Linked DNA regions of Zea mays: region 2 is linked to region 1. Evidence: chromatin contacts called from public Hi-C data. All regions are on one chromosome and are shown on one strand. The core of a region is the stretch at or near the end of the contact, and the rest is flanking DNA. Distances in the headings are between cores, read along the strand shown.

What was found. A called contact is a pair of places that touch in the nucleus more often than the background predicts.
Region 2: a contact with region 1 is called in a Hi-C map of ear, with 3 times the contacts expected there. The contact joins the promoter of LOC100194044 here to the enhancer-like site in region 1. A contact is called at or near these places in 3 of 25 Hi-C or Micro-C datasets (ear, leaf and tassel).

Annotation. Positions count from the first base shown.
Region 1 is chr9:24,290,017-24,295,649 of Zm-B73-REFERENCE-NAM-5.0, reverse strand. It overlaps the pseudogene LOC103639828. Among protein-coding and RNA genes, the nearest start is that of LOC118473291, 11 kb to the left of the region's middle. Within about 2 kb of position 3,314, at least 20 of the 20 cell types and tissues checked have an H3K27ac peak or open chromatin away from gene starts, as enhancers often do. A contact at or near this core is called in ear, leaf and tassel, where this site is marked.
Region 2 is chr9:24,532,619-24,538,251 of Zm-B73-REFERENCE-NAM-5.0, reverse strand. LOC100194044 (40S ribosomal protein S20) reads right to left here and starts at 2,728. Exons shown (of 3, transcript NM_001377195.1): 1 at 2,526-2,728; 2 at 2,314-2,427; 3 at 621-974. The coding sequence starts at 2,655. The coding sequence ends at 832. It overlaps LOC111590248 (small nucleolar RNA SNORD36), which reads right to left and starts at 2,201; the gene lies at 2,116-2,201. LOC111590252 (small nucleolar RNA SNORD36) reads right to left here and starts at 2,001; the gene lies at 1,917-2,001. It overlaps LOC111590250 (small nucleolar RNA SNORD36), which reads right to left and starts at 1,448; the gene lies at 1,370-1,448. It also overlaps LOC111590251.

The DNA.
Region 1 (5,633 bases), core at 2,065-4,564:
CACGAACATTTTACTATAACAATGAAACCCACATTTGTACATAATTCATCATGGTATTATATGTTGCCGTTGCAACGCACGGGCACTCACCTACCTTATATAATACACTAGGTGAGTGACCGTGCGTCATAGGCCCGAGTTTCTCTTCGATGCCATCTCGGACAGCTCTCATATGTCATCCTCTATCTTATAATTATATAACACATATGTGCATATATAATTTATCGAGATATTATATGTTCCCGTTGCAACGCACGGGCACTGACCTAGTAACCGAATAAGGTCTTACGTTACGTGCAGGTGGATCGTGAAAGCAATGAAGTTTCAATTGCTTTGACCGTGCGAATCGTCGATAGAGAAAAATCAGGTTTCAACGTACATGCATCCGAACAGATTACCAAAAAAGTTTTAAGTTCACTGTTGAACATATAGATGGCCGGGCTGCAAGGTTTTTTCTTTGCTAGGTTTACAGCTAAATTTCTGCATATTATAATGTGCTGTTTGATGGGATGGCAAAGAGAAATGCTTCTTTTGTGCCACGGTCTCTGATAGTCTGATACCGTGAGAAGTTTCCTCCCGATTCTCTGTCTCCTGCTAATTAAATTAAATGCTTCTTTGTGCCCACGGTGGAGGTGATTTGCAGCTCTGATCAGAGTAGTCGTCTCCTAATAAAAGGCGTGGTGGTCTTGGGGAGAGGGGATCGTCTCTTTGCTAGCTGTATACAAACAAAGTTTCAGGCTTTTGATGGTTCCCGTCCACCACTGTCATCACGCGTGCACGTGGTCCTTCCCTCCAATGCCTTTTGGGGTGGTGTACCCTATGCAGTCTTGTAGGTAACACTGTCTGCAACAGTCTATTTACTCAGGGTTATTGTTTAGAACATCTACACGGTCTTCAAAATATAAATTTAACTAATGTTTTTTAAAATATAAATAAACTCTTACTGCATTTATATTTTTATAAAAGTATTTGTTAAGATAAATCGGTGTATATAAACATTATGTTTCAAAACTACATAATAAAATAGTTATTTGTAGTCAAAATTTTATAAATTTGGCTCAAACCTTGTCCAAAACGATAACAGAAGGGAGTAAAGTTTATCTAAAAACACAACAAACTGCATAGTGCACGCTCCATAGTCCACACTGCGCTCTGCTTCACTACAAAGTCTACAAGCGACATGTTTACCTACAACCGATACTGTATTACGGTTCTCCAAGCACCAGATATATCTAATAATCTCGTTCATACGACTCAATTATGTGTATTGTATGGGTGGAACCATATCTTAGACTTGGCGAGACGTTATTTCATCAAGATAAAGTATCTTGCGTTTTTTAGCACTTAGGGCATGTACAATCAAATTAAATGAGGGTCTGTATGGTACTAATTGAAAAAAGATGGGCTATTTACAAAGAGTCTGTGTTTACACGATTCTCTAAACATATTGTATCCTTGCTGCACTTATTATTTAGAAACTCAGGATTGTATTATGTATATAGAACTATTCTATGGGTTTAGGGTTCTACATGTCCTTACCCTCTTAGATACTCTTAAGATTCGAGTTATTTACGTGGATTGTATATGTTGTATACTACTATAAATATTATTATATCCAGCACCAATTTTTGTCTATTATTCCATTTTGATTTTTGGTGTCGTTTTTTTTTGCTACAGTTGACAAAAGGTCACATGGAATCCAAGGCGGCGTAACCGTAGTGGTCAAGAGCCTTTTGACTTCGTTTTTTTGCACCTTCAGCTTTATTATCGGATATCTTCTGAAGCTTTTGCTTTCTTGTTCTGATAGCCGGATCTACATTAAGTGAGTGCTAAATGAGATATCTGTTGACATCACAAAAATCATTAGCTAACCAAACAAAGACATCCTTGTTGTAGAACAGAAACATCAACAAAATTTTTTCTTGTTCATCAGAAAATTGAGATTCCAGCAACACCTTCTGGTCGGCTATGTCTTCACATATAAGCATGGGTTTTGGTTGGTCTGCTGAGTCAGTCTTATCTTTGTTATGCTTGTACAGTTGACGAGCTTCAGCTTAATCTATGTTATGGATAGACTTTTTATCTGTCATGTTCCCTTATGTCATTCTAGCAGACTCTTGACTTCCATGCACAGCTATGGAACCCTGTTCTTGTGTTATGAATATAGCCGAAGGTACATTGTTATCTTCCCAAGTCTCAACTGTCATTATCTGTCTTTCTCCGAAGCCACCGAGGGGATGTGTTGCGTCATATATCTTATCATCCTGCGTTTTCATCTGTCTGAAAGTTTTTACAAATATGATGTCTGCGTTGCGTCATATATCTTATCATCCTGCGTTTTCATCTGTCTGAAAGTTTTTACAAATATGATGTCTGCTGCACTGTGTTTACCAAGACGTTGTGTACTAGGAACGCCTTGATGACACACCGCTAGAGGTGAGGGGAGCCACGGTCGTGCCGCCCAGATCAGGTTCGGCCCAGGTGGCGTCGTCGGCATCGGTGGAGGGGAGGCTGTAAGGGTGCGTCCGCGCAGGCGAAGGGGAGAAGGGCCGCGCCGCCGCTAGTGGCAGGCACGCCGTCATAAGGGGCCGCGCCGGCCTAATGAGCGGCGCTGTCGCGAGCTGGTGGCTGTGAATCCGGGGCTGGCGGCACGGGGGTGGCTGGCGGCTGGCGGCTGGGGCTTGGGGCAGCGCGCAAGGAGGGCATCAGGCGTGGAGGCTTAGCTGGGTGAAGCACGACATCGTCTTGCCTCGCCTGGAGTTGAGCTCCGCTGGGTTGAGGCCGAGCGCTGAACGGAGTTCGAGGAGGAGGCGAGGTGCCGAGTGGAGGGCTCACGGTGAGGAGCTCGTCGCCTGGCACATCCGAGGAGGAGCAAAGGGAGGGGACCTGCGCGTCAGCGTTGGAGTGGTGCTGGACACCTGGACACGCAGGAGGTGATTTGCAGCTCTCACCAGAGTAGCCGTCTCCTAATAAAGGCTTGGTGTTCTTGGGGAGAGGGGTAATGTGATCAGATCGTCTCTTTCGTAGCTGTATAAAAAGAAAAGTTTCAGGCTTTTGATGGTTACGGTCCCGGTTAGGCCACCACTGTCAAGTGTCATCACGTGTGCACGTGGTCCCTTCTTCAATGCCTTCTGGGCTGGTGTACCTATAGATGTCCAAATAGCACGTAGCCCGTTAGCCCGGCACGAAGCACGAGTTTTTAGCACGACACGAGCCCGGCACGGCACGGTTTGAAGTGGGCCCGGGCTGAGCCCGGCCCGTAGAGCGTGCCGGGCTTGACAGATATTTGAGCCCGTTGGGCTAGCCCGAGCACGGCCCGTTATTAACCGGGCCTTTAAACCGGCCCGTTTAACAACTCAGGTACAATATATATACAGTACTGGGCTACCACCATACGCGAACGACCCACTTCGCTCTAAAGTCTAACCCTAAGCAGCTCGCTGCGTCTGTAACTCTATATAAATCGTGTGCGTCCGGCGTCTCCAAACCCAAACCCTAAGCAGCTCTCCGTGCGACGGCGGCGGCGCTCCCTGCTCTCGATCTCGACGCGGCGCTCCCTCCTCCTCTCAGCGCGGCGGCGACGCTCCCTCCTGTTGGGCCGCGGTCCGTCTCCTTCAGTGTGACGGTAGCCTTCTCGACGCCGGCAGCGGCGGCATCCCCAGCGCCCTGCTCGACGGCCTGCTGGCACGGGACACAGGAGGAGCTGCTGCTCGGTGGTCTTGAACACTGTCAGTGCCATGTCTCCCTGGCCTGCTTGCTTGTCCTCGGCAAGTGACACTAGCTAGCCTATAGCAAGGCTACCTGTCTCAGCAAGTGCTGCAGTGCAGGTTACCACAAAACGAGTGACGACGCGGCTAGTTTCTACGTTGTATATAGTTCTTGGTGCAGAGCGCGTTTGTGTTTAGGAAGGATGTCAGTTTTAAGTTTTCTGTGTTAAGTATGATTGTATGATTTGCGGGCTCGGGCCGGCCCGGAATACTAAATGGGCAGTGCTATTCGGGCCAGCCCGGCACGATCGGGCCTCCACCGTGCCGTGCTCGGGTAGCAATCTGGGCACGTCGGGCGGCCCGGCCCGGCACGGTTAAGTGATCGGGCCTAAACGTGCCGGGCTCAATCGGGCCGGGCCAAGTCGTGCTCGGGCCGGGCTGGGCTGCCCATTTGGACATCTATAGGTGTACCCTATACCCTGCAGTCTAGGAGTAGTAAGCTACAGCCTACTGGTAGCTGTAGCCAGGCCTGGGCATTCGGTTTTAACCAAGAAATTGGTTCGGTTTTTTCGGTTATAAAAAGTTCGGTTTTTAAAAATTTAAAACTGAAATAGTGTGCCAACGAATAATAACTGAAAATTCGGTTTTCTGAAAAATTCGGTTCGGTTTTTTACTGACCGAACAAACCAGGACATCACAAATTCACAATCAGGCATAAGTTCAGAACTAGAAGCGAAGCAACTATAGTCTGCGAGACAATAAAATAGTTCACAACATCACAAGCAGTAACTTAATACATCACAAAATAGTTCAGAACTACAATAAAAAAATAGTTTAGAACTAGAACATGGTGTGTGGCGCTGTGAGCCTGTGATGGACAACCGTGCCAGCAGCACATTTGCACAGTCCTCGACTGACATGTGGATCTGTTGGCTGTTCACGATTTTCAGATCCTCCACTTTCAGATTGACGCGGTAGTGGAATGACACAGCCGTCGGAGCCTCCTTGCAAGGCTAAAGAAAAGAAAACAAAAGAAAAGGCTAATTCAATTACACTTGTGGACTTGCCTGTGAAGTAGAAGCTTATAAATTTTATTGAGAATGAACACTCACAATGCAACTGGTTAGCAACTAGGATGTGCTTTGGTGTGTCGACTTGCTAGCTTTGCTTGATTGTGACCATGAGCCATCCTATTCCTGCCCACTACCTCTGTGTTTGCCTTTTCCCTTTTCACCATGTTCTTCAATCAACTCTAAAAGTGTGGTGGAGGCATTACACAACATGCGAATAATATCTTAATTTGGATTAGAATTAACCTATACAACTATAAAGTATAATAAATAAGATGAAGCAATGGTTACCTTTTTCTAATTCAGCCAACTGCTCCATGTCCTCCTGGATATTAATTGGAGTGGTCCTTCGCAGCCAATCCTGAGTGCAAACAAGTGCTTCCACCATGAATGGAGTAAGAGATGTCCTGAAGTCATTAAGGATTCTTCCAGACGTGTTAAAAACTGATTCTGAAGCAACAGTTGACACCGGAATTGGTAGCACATCACGAGCCAAGTGTGCTAATACCGGGAATCTTGAGGAATTCACCTTCCACCATCCTAAAATATCAAACTTATTATCTTCTGGTTCAGTATCTTCAGCAAGGTATTTTTCAAGCTCAGATTTGTTGTTGCCACCGCCATAGTTGTGTTGTTTCAGTTTTTGTGCAATTAAGGACTTCATCCTTCCGCCTTTGGACTGTCTTGCTTCTTGAGAATCATTGGCTGGTGTTGTTGCATCAGGTGGAGCATAAAGTCTTCTATATTCTTCAAACAATTGTCGAACACATAGTTTAACAGCAGCCCAAACCTTATGTCCATTTTCCTCACTAAACATCTCTTCAATCGCTAGCTTTGTGTATTCTGATTGTTTGTA
Region 2 (5,633 bases), core at 1,479-3,978, 240 kb before region 1:
TCGTCTTTTTTTACTTGCTCCCGCTACACAACACAAAACTAAAATCAATAATCAAAGTTCCAATAAACTAGTTTGCCATGATGGTATGTAAAAAATACATGGGATATTTTCTTATGTCTCTTGTATCTCATCCATCACTAATGCAAAAAGGGTCAAAGCTGAAATTTGATATAGTAATATTCCAATCAGGAAATCATCGTCTCTGTTTGTTTGAATATTAGTCACGCCATTATTATACACGTTGCTAATGAGTTCAACATCCTACTTAGCACGTTTATCCGAAGACTACCACGTGATACCACCATTGATAGTTTATCATATAAGCTGAAAACCATATATAGATACTTGTACTCTCTATACTACTGCTCTGTCACTGTCTTCAAAAATGGCTCGGCAACCCATACCAAACTACACGACGAGCCAGTGTCGGTGCTTCTAATCTGACCAGTTACCGTGTATTTTTAGCGTCACATTAACATATCTAGAGAAACCCAGATTAAAAACCACAAAATACTCTAGTAAAAGAAACTATCAACAAAAACGCATTCAGGTACAGTGAAACAGGCAACTCTGGTTCATCTGATAACATCTGAAACAGAATCTATATTTCTCACGTCATGAAAAGCAATGCATACTGGGGCATCCATTAACCGTTTTCATTCATACATTAGGAGAAATCATTTGAAACAGGATACATCCATACCGCGAACCCTCGATAAGACTTTTAAACTTTGATATGAAATACTTGGATTCCTCTGTTACACAAGTTCTCACTAGGAATTGAAAATATCCTGTTCACTAGAAGCCTTTTGAAATGATAAGGCTACCATATTAAGCGTCACTGATAGTCACCTCAACCTCGACACCTGGTTCAATGGTGATTGAGGTGATCTGCTTGACAACGTCTGGTGTACTGACGAGATCGATCACCCTCTTGTGAATCCTCATCTCAAAGCGATCCCAGGTGTTGGTACCTGAAATAGTCAAGACAATTATCAATAACTGTATCAACAATGTGTATCAAAAGTGAACTCCGAAAAGAAAACCTGTCAGAGGATAATAAGAAACATCACAGCATTTAAGTCAAGGATGAACTGGGCATCAGTTTTAAAAAGCTCGATTTTGAGACATCAAGTATCAGTCCAAACATCATCATCACCTGCCCAGCATGTCCAGAAAATAACAAAACCATAGTCTGAAAATGACATAACCCATATATTAACCTACCATACATAGGGTCATTCAATGTAACAAAATGACATAACCCATATACTCAAGGCATACAAGTGCAGATCCTATTTAACAAAGAAACAAAGAACATCCTCAAAAGTGTAGTAAAAGTAAAAATGATTAGAGAATGAAATGGGGCCAACCATCAGTTTTAAAAAGCTCGAATTTGTTAAGTCCTCAGAAAATCTCAGGAGTAAATTGTTTAGCATCACATGGTTAGCCCACAACAAAGATCAAGCCCAAGTGCCCAACACATTAACTCAGATAACTTAGAGTGACAGGGTGAAGCCCTAAAATAAAGTAGATGCTCAGTATTGAGCTTAACTTTCTAGGATACAGAAGGATATTTAGGAAAGCAAGAAGGTATCAAAAAAGAATATATGGTAACTTAATATATGCATCAGCTGTTCCCTTAAAAAATATGCAGCAACTGTTGGAAATCAGGAAACAAAGGCCTTGAATGCCCAAAATTGGTCACGCAATTTCACCATCAAGACTACCAACTCTGGGCAAAGCCTATTCAATACTAAACGATGCATGCTAAATTTGAGACAGGCCCAAACAAAAAGATTATTTAACAGCCAGTGTGAAAGTAGTATATGATCAAAAACAGTAACTAAACCAATGTTTAGCTAAAACCATGCAATATCTAGAATGTGATCCGCACTAAACATACTATCATAGGCCAAGCATCAGTTTTAAAAAGCTCGGTTTTAGAGACTTCAATGATGTAATATCTCAGCAGCATCTCCTAGTTAACATCATATGTTCAGCCTAAGATCGTATCCAAAGAATACGACACCACACAAATGCGCTTAAATGTTGATACACATTAATACAACATGATCCGTAAACGAAGATGAATCTTTCTCGGTGACAATACGCTAAGCATCAGTTTTAAAAAGCTCGATTTTTGGACATCAGAGATCCCGAAAGATCTCAGTCGATGTAGATGTTAACATCATCTGCTCAGCATACCACACATCGCAACCCACAGCTCTAGATATCCATCACAACAAACGTGACGATTCGAGACCTTCCTGTTGGACGTGAGAAGTTGAGGGGGAGGTAAGGAGAGGTCACCTTCTCCACAGGGAGACTTCCTGGTGGTGATGTGGAGCACCTTGGTAGGCATCCGCACGGGGCCCTTGACCTTGAGCTCCTTACCCTTGGCGCCCTTCACCAGATCCCCGCAGACTGCTCAAAGCGCAACGCCGCAACAACGAGCACGAGGTCAGTCCTTCGATCCCAACCCAACGCCGCATGAACAAAGGAGAAGACATCGGCGAGCGTACCTTTCTCGAGGTTCTTGACGCTCTTGGAGGAGAGCGTGATGCGGATCCTGTGCTGTGGATCCATCATGCCAGCCTCGAACCCGGCCTTGCCAGCCTTCATCGGCGGCGCGTACGCCATATCCGCCGCCATGGGTTGTGGGAGCAGGGAGAGGGACTCGGGCGCTAGGGTTTCGCCTCGTCGATGCCGGAGGAGAGGTGGCGGCGGACAGCGTTAGGTTTTGAGGCTCGCGTGGTGGAGGCATTTATGTAGAGGCGGGGAGGTTGAGGTGAGACCCCGCCTGGCCGTTGGATGTGGCTGAGGTGATCTGGCCGTTGGATCGGAGCTTCGTCCTTCGGGGAGGTGGGGTTTGTCAATGATAGTGGGCCCGTCAAAAGCTCCGGTTCGGGCAAGGCCGCAAGGCTGCGGCCACCGGCCCGCCACGGCCCACGTGTCGAGTTTAGATTCCAGAATCATCTCCTCTCGGGGGAAAAAACCCGTCCGTAGCAGGAACTGTGTCTGCTTTGGATTCGTGACACATATTCGTCCATCGATTGTAAAGTCGCAGGACAAGGATTTGTGATACGTATTTATCTATCAACGTTAAAACAACAGAACAAGGATTTGTAACACATATATTTATCTATCCTCGTGGAAAATAGTGCAACTTTTTATTGTTTCCTAGACTTGTTTGACTGCAACTGAATCCAATCAAATCCACATCTTTTGATTGCAATCCAATCCATATGAAGCCTTGTTCGGTTAATCCCGTTACCCATGGATTGGATGAGATTGGAAAAAATTAAGAAGAAGTTTGACTTGCTCGGGATTTAAACCCACCCAATCCCACTCAATCCATATGAATTGAGAGCTAACCGAACAAGCCCTGAGCTGGGCAAGACTAGAAGTGGAAAACCAGCTCATTTTCCATGCTAATCCATCCCAAACCAAGCCTAATTTAGGTCTTGTTTGATAGAGCTTCACTTCAAAAATTTCAACTTTGTTCCAATTTTTTTCACCCAAACAGGTCCAGCTCCACGAGCTCTAGCTTTAAAAAAATTGAAACTAGAGGCAAGTTTCATGAATTCATAAAGCTTTTTAAAGGGTGCTTCAAAAACATTGTTTTTATATCTCCTCATGAAGTTGTACGAAAATTACCTACCATATCACTGATTACGCAACATACAACTTCCGTTCTCTCGCGACAGGCCACTAATCATTAAGAATAATTAAGTAAACTCACGTAAATCAATTGTAATATAGAAGCTATAGTCCATATGCAAGCCAAACGCTTTTGAAAACCCCACCTTAATAATTTGTTGGAGTTATTTTATGGTGAAGCTGGAAAATCAAATCTGAAGTTTTTGAAGTAAAGACAGGCCCTTAGCTTCATCCAGATTCGCTTGAATCCATGTCGTGTTAATGTGGATTGTGATGCAGATTAGTTAACCTTTTACCACGAGCGAGCGCTGAACTGAGCTAGTTTTGGGGTGCCACCAAATGAGACCTGGCAAGCTGATTCAAATATGATCTCCTGTCCCACACTTCTTTTCTGCGGAAGTGGCCTTCTCATTCTAGTCTGTACAAGCTATTGCATAGATTGTTACTTTCTCCATTTTATAAATATATGATACCGTTGATTTTTTAAAAAAATTATAACTATTTATTTTACTTAAAAAATAATGAGTTATCATTTATTTTTATAATTTGTTTTATTATTTAAATTAGTTTATGTTTGACTTAAAATTTTATATTTTTAAATAAATATTTTGAATAAAACGAATGATCAAAATTTCCGGAAAAAAACGTTAGTATTTTTCCAGTGATTGGTAACACACATACACAAAAATATTGGCGAAGTGACGTTGCGCTCCTCAGGCGTATGCTTCTGGAAGTTGCCAAACTGCTATGCTGTATTTCTGAATGATCAAGCCTCATGACATTAAAATTTAAAAGCCATCATCCGCACGTCAATCAGCTCTAACACCAGGAGCAGAGATGGTAATGAACTTACAGGAAGGACACCAGCCCAGCCAGCAGGCAACTCTCAGATCGATGATACTTTTCATTTCAAGGTCTGCTTGCTGCATCCTCTGGATACTTCTTCTCATACTCCATGCACGGATATCATGTCCTAAGCGCCATGGATTTGCATCGCCTAATTCAGATAATTAGGATATACGGTTGACAAGCACGAAGAAAAGAACTCGCTCGTCTTTCGGTTTCGTTACACACAAAAATCCAAAAAAAAAGGTCACGAAGAACCACGGCTTTTCACAGAGTATGCAAAAATCATCAAACGAATATCTGAGAGGTCCCAACACAATCAAAGTGACTCCCCCCCACCCAAAAAAAAAAGCCAACCCCCCAAAATAGTGTATGTGAATTACCAAAAAAAATGGTTCTCCGGGATACATCATGACAAATCATTTTTCAGTACGTACGAACTAGCAATGCTGAAACATGGCCTGTTATCTTTGGAACGGTATTGGAGCTCGTCCTGGCCATGTTTCGATTCTTTCAAAGTATTTCACAGGGACAACGCCATCAAAACCAAAACCTTCTGTCAAGATCACTTTGTTGTCTGAAATATAAAGCTTCATCCCATCTGCGCGACAAATTTAGGTGTTATATCAGCCTCTAGCACTCAGAAAACGAAAGAATTTTTTTGGGGGCCTATTTGTAAGCATTATATAGTACCTTTAAGTGCTTTACTAACATCTAGATGTATCAAGATGTTTACATTCTGCCTTATACCTGAAGATGGAAAAAGGAATTCAAGTTCGGTGTGTGTAAGTGCAATCAACCCCAAGTGAGGGTTTTGGTGATTTAATGACAAAACAAATAAGGGTACTAACAGTTTTTGTTCTCAGTGTTTGATTAGAAGGAAACAGGAACTTAAGGAAGCACCAAGGACTTCATGCAACAGACGTATAAAATTTATGTAAAATCTTGTGTTGCATGATGTAATTCTTCCTTGTTCTTTTCCGCACAGGTACAGGTGTTTGCTATAGCTCAAGTCCTCTAATTCAAAAGCTATTTTTGAAAATCAAAAATCACTTTAACTTTATTTGGCTGACCATGGTTTGGGTTGAGAAACTTAGAGTATTCTTGCTGAAAAGCAGCTGAAC